2 separate regions of the Neogale vison genome follow, and region 1 is linked to region 2. A link is a contact called in public Hi-C data. All regions are on one chromosome and are shown on one strand. The core of a region is the stretch at or near the end of the contact, and the rest is flanking DNA. Distances in the headings are between cores, read along the strand shown.

What was found. Hi-C and Micro-C count contacts between places; a contact is called where the count stands out from the background.
Region 1: a Hi-C map of fibroblasts shows a contact between it and region 2, with 2.9 times the contacts expected there. The contact joins the enhancer-like site here to the promoter of FUT8 in region 2. A contact is called at or near these places in 2 of 3 Hi-C or Micro-C datasets (fibroblasts and muscle).

Annotation. Positions count from the first base shown.
Region 1 is chr13:35,748,280-35,753,845 of ASM_NN_V1, forward strand. No RefSeq gene overlaps it. Among named protein-coding and RNA genes, the nearest start is that of MAX, 35 kb to the right of the region's middle. Within about 2 kb of position 1,477, the one cell type or tissue checked has open chromatin away from gene starts, as enhancers often do. A contact at or near this core is called in fibroblasts, where this site is marked.
Region 2 is chr13:35,572,623-35,577,844 of ASM_NN_V1, forward strand. It overlaps FUT8 (alpha-(1,6)-fucosyltransferase), which reads right to left and starts at 2,919. Exons shown (of 12, transcript XM_044231322.1): 1 at 2,854-2,919.

The DNA.
Region 1 (5,566 bases), core at 227-2,726, 170 kb after region 2:
AAACCTCACACATTTTTCAGTGACTGGCCCATGAATCACCAGAGAAACCCATGTAGAACATGAATGCAAATTTGCTCCACCAGGTTCTCTCAGTACCTGACAAAATGTCATCTTTCCATCAATGTTACCAAGATTAGCCCTTGCTTCTGCCCTAAAACAGGTGTTTCTTGGCTGTCAGCAACTGTCTGGGTCCCCTCTCATCTGTAATGACAGCGGTTGGCCCCTCCTGCCTGAGTCCACCTCCCTTTGACTTCTCCAATATTCCCATCAGCTGGGAGTAGGAGGTAACTTGGGTCTCTGAATCCTTGAGAGGGGGTGGCAGATGCTCACGGGACTTAAAGTGCATTATTAGGAGAATGTGTCGCAAGGCAAGTTTGAAAAGTCACTTCTGAGTGACTTGTGGCTGAATATTTCCACTCCAGCCGTTTCAGACTAGAAAACGGTGAAAACCAGGGCAAGTACTTTTCCCTTGAATGCCCACAATGGACCACAAATGCAGTAGCTTCTCACTAACGCTTCTCTCCAGACCCACATAAGCTCAAGGACCAAAGGACACCCACTCCATTGGTCCTCTTGCTGCTGCCAGAAAAAGGTCTCAGTGACTCCTGTCTCCTAAGAGAGTATTCACCCAGAGGACAAGTCCAGCTGTTTTCCTTCAGAGTCCCTCCTGTGTGCAGAAGGTCACTAGTGTACACAGTAAACACCTGGGCTTTAGCTGACCTCAGCTTGAATCCCCACTCCACCACTTCCCACGAACTTTGGCCTCAGGCAAGTGCCTCTACCTGGGGATGCCTGGGTGGCTCAGTCAGTTAAACCTCTGCCCCTGGCTCAGGTCATGATCCCTGGGTCTTGGAATAGAGCCCTGCATTGGGCTCCCTGCTCAGCCAGGAGCCTGCTTCTCTTTCTTCCACCCCTCCTGTTTGTGCTCTCTCTTTCTCTCTCTCTCTGACCAATAAATAAATAAAATCTTTAATTAAAAAAAAAAAAGGAAAAAAGTACCTTTATCTGGAGCTTGAGGCAGGGGCTGTGTGTCCAGAGGACATTTGTAAAGAATGTTTGCAGGAGACAGAGGGAATGGAACAAGACCCCTCCAGGTCCCCACCACGACCATGCACACAGCCTCCCCCTGCCAGGGACAGAAGTCAGTGTAGAGTCAGAAGAGCATCTATGTGTGGAGACCATCAGGATGATTTGATTACATTTTTCATGTCACCACCAGAACCCAGGACATCCAGCTCATCCCTTTTCTCCAGTGCTCTTCTTTGTAAGGCCCTGATGGTACCCATCAGTGAGGCTACCCCTGGACAAGTACACCCTCCCCACCATTTCCTGTCCCCCACTAGCTACTGAAGGCAAAGTCTCATTTCCCACAAAGAAAAGTTTAAGAAAGCACTCCTCCTCCCAAATTCTCTTGAGATGTGACTCAGACAGTGTCACCCTGCCAACATCTTAGAGTCCTTGCCTCAGGAAACCAGACTTCCGGCCCCTCCCCCAGTCCTGGGAGCTGCTGAGATCTGTGGGGTCAGTAGGATCATTGTGGGAAGCACTAATGTTCTCTCGTTCTGAGGCCAGCACCACAGTTATGACAAAACAATTTTCAAAGATCCTCATCAGACAAATGGGGAGCCCTTTGGACCAGGGGAATAGTGATGAGGGATAAACCTCTGCTTGTTTCCCCACTGGAAGCAGTCCCCTGCCCAGGTGATGGAGGGCCCTGCAGGTCTGCAGAATGGGAAGGCTGCAGACCCAGGGAAGCAGGCTCTGACTGGGAAGGTGAAAGGCACCAAAAGCCCAGAAGCTCAGATGACTTGTAGGGGCTGGTCTAGGAGGCCACTTGCCAACACTTTGGGCTTAGAACCGTAAGAGACAGTGTGGAGACAAGGAAAGTGAAACTGAACCCTGGTATTCCTCTGTGGCTCATCCACTGACCCACCCCCAAGGAGGAAGTCACCTGCTGTGTCTACCACAAGCACTTCCTAGACTCGGGAATCAGAGCGTGACCACTGCTCCGGCCAGGCCTGCTCACACATGGCTGGGAGGGGACCCCAGCCACCCCCTGCCCCCTTGTCCCCGGGGCCACCACAGCCCCCAAGGTGAAAGCCTCAAGCCCCATGGGCCCCTGGGAAACATGGTGGACCTGGCAGGCTGCTGCCAGAGCAGGAAGAAGCAGGATCCTCGCTCTTCAAGGTCCCCCAGGAGCACCTGGAGGACATAAAGCTGTCGGGGAGGCCCAGAAGACCCAGGCAGCTGAGCAGAGTGAGGATTCCTGTTTATGTGGGCCAGTGCAGGTTTGGAGCAAAGGGATGGACAAGGGGGTTGAAGCTGGGATAGGCAGTGATAGGGAAGGCAAGAGAGGGATGGAGGGGGAAGGGAAAGGAATCTCATTGGCAATGCCTGCTTTCAATAGAGTGGAATATTTCCCAGCATCAACCACCAGACAGCTGCCCAGGAAGACAGCTTTACAGGAAAGTCATTTTTCATGCAGCCTAGTGGCTGAGGGATCAGAAGTCTGTTCTGTGTAGATTCACATCTGTGCTCTGTGTCTCCCCCTAGGGGTCACCTTGGATAAATGTCTTAACTTCTACAAACCTCCATTTCCTCAATCTATAAAAATGATGACAGTAGTTCCTAGCTCTTAGGGTTTTTGTAAGGACAAAGTGAGGAAACATTTATAAAGCCCTTGGCATTGTGCCTGCCACATAGTAAACTCTGGATAATTGCTTCTCTTTTAATTTATTGCTGCTGTCATTAGTGGCAGGTAAGCGTCTGGATAACAGCTTCATTTCCCATGGCTAGCCTTTATGAAAGATGCATGTCCAGCCTAAAGCAACGAGATCCAGAAAACCAAATTCACCAGCTGCTAATGGTGGCATGTTAATGGTTCCAGCTACAGTGTTCAGTGGACACAGCTTGACCAAGGAAGTGGATAGTCAAACCCGCTGCAAACGTGCTGCACTGTGACAAAAGCAGGCAATTTGATTGCCCTAGTTCTTCTTTCTTCTTCTTCTTTTTTCTACCCCCTTATGGCCAATTTTCTCTGCTTCCCTCCCAGATGATATCTGTAAGGACAAGGAGTCTTACTAATTCACAGGAAGGAGGAAAACATTGACACAACAGGGCCCAGTCCCCCAGACCTGCTCATGACCATCAGTTGGTCCATAAGCCTCTCGGCTCCCTTCCCCCAGAATATGCACGGAAGGGATGACGATGCCACTGTACATTTCATGTCTCAGGGGTGAACTGTGATATCAGGAGATGGGCCCAGCACTGGCCACTTGAGGCCACCCCTCTTGGTGTTCACAAGGTGACCTTCACTGTCTTTCGAATAGGAGAGGATCAGGGGTTCTCGAGCTATACAGTTGTGATATATCAGGATCCCCTAGCTCTGTGGCATGAGGTGCTGCAAGAACTGCCCCCCCCCAGATCTCCCTTCTATACCTTTGTCCCAAACCTGAAACTTAGACCAAGAGAGTCATTCTTTGGGTCACGGCGATGGCAAGTGGATTTCACAGTCAGTGCCGACTCTAAATTATGGAGAATAGAATTTTTTCAGAAAGGTTCTGAGGCCTTTTCTGGGCTTAGCAGTAGGATGTTAGTTCTCAGGTAGCAGTGTCTACCAGGGCACTGGAAAAGAAGGGCCAGGGGTTTTACTACAGAACTGTCATCCTTGAACTTTTTTTGACATTTATGGTTTCAGCTATATGGCCAAGATAGAGCATACAGGAACCTGTTATGGCTAATGACCATATCAGCAGGGACCCAAGGGCATAGGAGTCAGGGCAGGGACTTTCCAATGAGGAGGTTTGGGAACGGGGCATGCTGCCTGGTGTTGGCAGTTGAGGAAGACAAGCCCATATGGGGGTGCAGATGGGAAGCTAGGATGGTCTTGGAGCAGCCCCATTCCTTGGGTTTCTTGGGAAGGGACCAAAATGGAGATAGCAGCCTCCAAATGAGTCACCAAAGCAAATTCTAGTGCAGCCTCATATTTTCTGCCTTTGAACCCTACCCTCCTCCAGTCTATAGCACTCCCATGCACTTTGCCCAGAGGGGATCCTAACTCCAATGTAAGTAGCAGCCATCATATACCTTTCATCTATCTGCTTCAAGCTTGGTGTATTACACACATTTAATCCAATCCTACATGGTAGGATCCTTTAATTTCCCCAATATTATACACAACTGATGTAATTACTTTTAAAAAATCATGTGCTCATAGTTTTAAAAAATTCAAATAGTACAGAAGGGTCTAAGATAAAGAGTAACAGTACTCTCTGAGCCCTGGTCTCACTTTCCAGGGATAACTATTCTTAAAAGTCTCTTAAAGGATCCATATGTTCATAGCAGCATTATTCACAATCATCAGAAGGGTGGAGGCAAGACAGTGTTCATCAACAGATGAACGAAAAAATAAAACATGGCATATATGTACAATGGAATATTATTTGGCCACAAAAATGTATGAAATGCTGACACAGGCTACAACATGGATGAACCTTGAGGACATCATGCTAAGTGAAATGAGCCAGACACAAAAGGAAAATGTGGTATGATTGCACTTTATATAAGGCAACTGGAATAGGCAAACCCATAGAGACAGAAAGTAGGAGGCTGTTTACCAGGGGTGGGGGGAGGATGGAGAAGGGAGGGCAGAGCTATTGTTTACTGAGTACAGAGTTTCAGTTTGGTATGATGGAAAAGTTCTGGAGATGGAGAGTGTTTGCACTCACTGTAACTGTATTGAAAGTCATTAAATTGTACACTTAAAATTACTAAAATGGGGGCACCTGCATGGCTCAGTGGGTTAAGGCCTCTATCTTCGGCTCAGGTCATGATCTCAGGGTCCTGGGATGGAGCCCCGCATCAGGCTTTCTGCTCAGCAGGGAGCCTGCTTCCTCCTCTCTCTCTGCCTGACTCTTTGCCTACTTGTGATTTCTGTCAAATAAATAAATAAAATATTTTTTAAAAAATAAATTAAATAAAATTACTAAAATGGTAAATGCTACATCATGTATATTTTAGCACAATTTAAGACAACAGGAACACCAACAACAGACATTCTGCCCTGCTGGACCACAGGTGAACCAGCAAGCTGAAACCGTTCAAAGGGACCTCAGTCACCAATGGGAAACATTATAGCTGCTCTTAGACCTTTAAATTTCTTTGTCAAAACACTAAAAACTCTGTTCTTCTCAGTTTTAAAAAGAGGATTTAAAAAAATAATAACACTAATAATTACATGGCACATATGTTATTTTAAACAGTAGGAACACTGAGGGTTAACATGTTCTATTTCTCTGTAAAGAATTTACAAGGGTAGTTTGAACAGTGTTTACCTTCCTTTCCTCATATAATTTACAACACAGCACGAGCATCACGTATAAACTTGGTCACTGTTCATGCTCCTTTGGATCTTAACCTCTTTGTACCTCAGTATCTTAACCAGCAGATGGAGAGGAATGGTACCTGACTCTGGGTGGTTTTGTGAGAATTAAGTTTGTGTATGTGGGAACTCTGAACAGGGCCTGGGACAGAGCGGGTCCTATGAATGTGGCCTCAGGTCCTCAGC
Region 2 (5,222 bases), core at 1,669-4,168:
TGTTTCTGCAATCTATACAAGTTTCATTCCAGCTGTTCAGCTCTTCAATTCAAGTAACAATTCTCAATTTATAAAAGCAGCAAAAGGAAAATCCATGCCCTAAATCACTCTTCAATGGTCCTAATAGCCTATTCATTTCTAACTCCCTACATTTCTATACATTAAACTGTAAATTCACAAATACAAATGTTTGAATGCCCACCTTAATTGTTACTACTATAGTATTTATAAATCAAGTAATTGCCACTTTGTATACACATTTTATGGTATATTTCACAAAGCTGGCAATGTACAAGATCTTATCATTTGGCATTGAATTTTAGGTTATTTTTAAGGTTATTTGAAAGAAGGGAAAACACAACTTGCTCCATTATTTCAGTATAGTGCTGTTGTGCTTAATTTCTTTCCAAAATGTTTTCATAGATATGATGCACCTTTTAAAAGAACTATGTATAAAAACATGAAATTTAAATTTAATAAAGTAAATAAATATACACTTACCTCCAGGAGTAACAAGAAGGAAAAAAAAAAAAAAACACTATAATGAAACCTTGCCTACAGTTTCAAAAGAGAGCCAAGTCAAAGTGCAGTCAGTTACCCATGATGAGCTTAATTCTAAACTGATAGAAAAACTTTTGTTGAAATCTGTTCTGCGTTACCTTGAAGTTGGGGGTTATCTACTGGGGATTCTGCCTTTTCCTAGGTTCACCTTCTAGAGTTGGCTTAAGTCCACTGTAAATTAATTCAAACATGGGAAGAAGAAACACCACCTCTCTCTGCCTTTCTCCAAGGCCTCCAATCAAAAGGCTAATAATATACGGCAAAACGCTGAAAGCTCACCAGGGATAAACCCTAACCAAGACACTGCCATTTAACTTAAGATATACACTGCATCTCTGACGTTCTGTGTTGCTGAAGATTGCAATACCCACAGCAAAAGAACAGGTGCTGCACCCGACAACCCACTCACTCTTGCAGGACAAATCTCCTTTAAACTAATAAATTAGGACTCGTTTCACCTTCCCAAATAAGTTTAGATACTCAAAAGCCGCCAGCTCATCATTTCCACATCAGTTGGGGGGCGGGGGGCGTGCAGCGGCACTCACGCCTTTAACTGCCCAGGCACTGGCCCCTCGCCGGGAGCGGATCTTTGTACAGGTCCACCCCCCGATTTCTGGCCCAAGAACCCCTCACAAAAGCCGGTAACGTACAAGCATCCTCCTCCCCACAGTCGGTGACTACAGGGACCGAGTTGCTGGCGAAAGGGCAGGTAGGTGGAGAGGAGAAAAGAGGGACACCTCCCACCCCCGCCCCCATCCCTTCTCTCCTTGGCTTCGGCCCCTGCCCGAAGCAAGGATGCGCGACGCCGAGGACAGCCGCGGCTGCAGGCGCCCCTCACCCCCAGCCCGCGCCCCCGGGCCGCGCCAGAGCGTCCCGGGGGCTTGCTCCCCACTTTTCCCGGAGCCCCGGGTAAGCAGCAGCAGTTGCAGCAACAGGCCCGGGGCACGCCTGGTGGGGAAAGAGCGGCGACAGCCCCGGATCACATCCCCGGCGCCTCCTCGAATCCCGCACTAGCCCAGCCCCAGACCCCGAGGCGCGCGGGGCCCGGCTCCCAAACGCCCCCTTACCCGAGGCGGGAGCAGAGGCGGTCTCCGCCGTCCCCAGTTGCCGCCGCCGCCGCCGCCGCCACAGCCCTCAGCCTCAGCTGCCCCGTTGGGGAGTGGGAGGGGTGGCTGGGTGGAGGATGCTACTCCCGACTGAAAGGAGAGGAAGAAACGGAAACAGGAACCGCCGCCGCCGCTGCTTAACGGAGCCTTCGGCGCCACTGACTGAGCGAGAGCGCGAGGCGGCGCGAGCGGGGCAGTCGCTGACAGCGCGAGACGGAGCGCGAGCCGGGTCCCGGGCGCGCGACCCCGAGCAGCACCGGCCCCATTCCGCGAGGAGAGGAAGGGGACCGGCTGGCTGGGGGCTGGGAGGGGGCGGTGTGGGGCGGGGGCCTGGAGCAGAGGGAACCCGGCTACTCCGGTCGGCCGGAGATAACGCGCGCACGCGCCGGAGCGGCACTGACAACGAGCGCAGGCGGGGAAGCCTTGGCTAGCGCAAGCGTGCGCGCGCGGGTGGGGGCGCGCGCCCCTCAGCGTTACAGGCTTCTGGGAGAGGGCGCGCATGCGCCGGCCGCTGCCACCTACGGCGACCCTGGCATGTGCCACGGCTTCTTCCCGCCCCCTTCTCGCTGCGCGGGTGGATAGCGTAGCTGCAGCATCCGCTGCCAGGCAGAGCCGCGGGTCACAGAGGGACCGAGAGACTTCCAGCAGGGCAGCAGCTGCGCTTGGGCGCCTGCTTCCTACGCGAGCGTAGGCCGCCCTCTACCGCCTGCAGGCCGGAGGCTGACGGCGGCGCGACTCGAGCCGAACTCCCCCACTCCCGGGAGCGCCATCTCCAGGGAATGTCGTATTCTCGATAGCCGGGGAACGGATTGGCCCGAGCCAGTTCATTCCGCGCCCCTAAGGAGCACTGGTACTGGAGGTTGAAGCAGGCTTCCTGCTACTTTTTAGAGGGGATCGCGGCAGCGCAGCCCCTGCAGCCCAGTCTGACCGTTCGACTGCAGCTTGCGGCGTGACCAGAGAATGGCATCGCACCCCCATGCAACTAGCGAAGCCCTGTTTTATCTTGGGAGAGCTGTTTCCATATTTGCCCCGACGGAAAGACCTCCCACAAGGGCCTGCGTTTGATGCCTAGCCTCTGCCCCGACCCGGGGCTGCAACAGCCCCTTTGAGGCGGAAGTTTATTCGGTACGGGAAAAAGTACCGCACTTGGGGGTGCGGGCCAGGGGTTCCCTAGGATGCTTCCTACCCGCTCGCACTCGGGAAATTCCTGGCGCCCGCGATGCAAAGCAGTGGGCCGAAGACCTAGCTCTGACCAGCCCAGACCGCGAGGGGAGCCGGAGGACCCCAGCGCGCCGCCCCGGCACACAAAGTAGTCGCGGGCCGAGGGAGGGGGTGCCACGGGGTCCAATCAGAGACACGAGCCGTGTGAGTGGAGTGCGAGCCGACCAATCGGACGGCCGGAGGGTGAGCTTCCCGTACCCAACTCTTCCCTGTAGCCTCGGGACCCAGATCCCGAGCCTGGAGCGCTGGGCGGACAGGGAAAGCGACGTGGTGCCCCAAGCACAGAAAAAAATTTTCTCTGAACTTGGGTATTTTTAAGTAAATGCCTTAGGTACTTATCCCAAAACAAATAGCGGCGGCGTTTTAGATGCTGAGTATGGAAAGGATCACGGAAAAGAGATTTACAAGGCACTGGCCTGCCAACACTGCAATCTGCCTAATAACGTTCATAAATTTACAGTATTTATTGAGGCCTTTTTATAGGCCAGGAACTGTATTATAGAAAAACAAATAAGATAACAGCTGATTCAAAGAAGACAGAAAGTTCCCTGTCCTTAAGAAGCTCAGCTTCTTCTTAGGTTTGCTGGACCTTGTGACTCTGGTATTTACTGTCAGTCCTTTAAGGAAAAAGCTCTCAGCAAAGTAGTTTCCAGTCATCTTTATGACTGTTATCTCTCTTAAGAAGAGAAAGTTGAGGGAAAAGTAGAGTGACCTGTCTAAAGTTACACGAAAAAGATACTGGCAGAGCCAGAATTACGTTCTAGCTCAGAGAGCTTGTAGATCGTCATTCAACAATGATTTATTGAATGCATGGTGCCATCCTCTACTAAAGAGGTTCCTGTCCGGAGCTTGCAAACAACAGAATTCTACTATAAGGGCCACAAGCTTTGGTTGTCGGAAATGAACGGAAATTTTAGGCTTATGCCATCGTAAGATGAAGTAAAGGCTAATGTCTTATCAGTCATACTCTAGATCATTTTCAGAAGTCAGAGGTAAGATAGATATTTACTTTTTAGTTTAAACAGCATTTTTAAAATATTTAAGCAACATTGTCAGCCAACTTTGACCTTGATTTAAGAACAGATTGGCTAGGTGTCTTCTTGTTGGGAAAAAAAAACAGACTTCTGAATTTTTTCACTGAAGTTGTTACATGGATAAATAAATCAGAGGGATTCAAGATAGATACTCTCTTTGAGATCATTTTGCTTTATTCAATACATTGTACCAATTTTGTATAAATTCTAGACTTCAACTTGTTAGATCTCTGTATATAACCTCTGTCATTGAGTTTTTGGAGTTATGTTATAGATTTTTGTGATTACGGTGTTACCCTATTCTCCAGAACGTGACTGTGAATCTCAATAGTAGTTATTAGCTAAATAAGATTTTGAATAAAATTAAAGAGCATGGCACATTTAAAAAAAAATTTAGCAAGGATGTTTAACTTTAAAGCTTACCTTATATAATACTTTAAGATCTCCAAGTTCAAAGCTTTACTTTACATATGCCTCAAAACATCCGATTTTCCATCTGGCCTTCATTTTTCCTTTCCAAATGTAAGAATTAAAATACATATCTTCTCAGGAGTGCCTGGCTGGCTCAGTTGGTAGAGCATGTGATTCTTGATCTCAGGGTTGTGAGTTTAAAATCTTTTTTAAAAATTAAATAAAATACATCTTCTCTACTGCCTTCTGCTTTAAAAAAAAAAAATCTGTCCTAGGAATATTTGCTCAAAATTTAGTGTGTTTTGGTAGGATAGTCTATTACATATTAAAATACCAGATAATTTGGGTGTCTCTACAATACACTCAGAAACTCCTTCTCTGGTGACTCTGCTCTGTTGAGTCAATGTGCTCAGCCTGTGACAGAACAGTGTTATCAAGGCCCTTTCCAGGACATGCCCAGGATTAGCTGCCACCTCAGAACTGGAAGTATCAGTTATACAGCTGACTTTGGGAATAAATCTTTACACAGTGAGTTCCAGATCAATAATGAATTTCCAAAAAATTAACAACAGTTCCAACTTTAACATTTCTTTTACTCTCTCTGGAGAGGAATTACTGAAACTATGCCTCTCTCTTGCTAGGTTGTTTCTGAGAAGGAAAATATCTCCAAAAGGTTCTACACATTACTAGTCACTAGAAGACATCTCTGTCAAAAGATGTTTTCTCCACAAGCTCTAGCTTCCCCACCACCACCCACTGCTGTTCCTGGGCCTTCTCACTCTCTCTTCTCACCCCAGCTGCCTGCCTCTGCCTCTCATCACCTCTAGTTTCTGATATTTGCTTAAGCAAGTAGAAGTGCTCCACCACTTCCTCTACCATTCCCTCACCA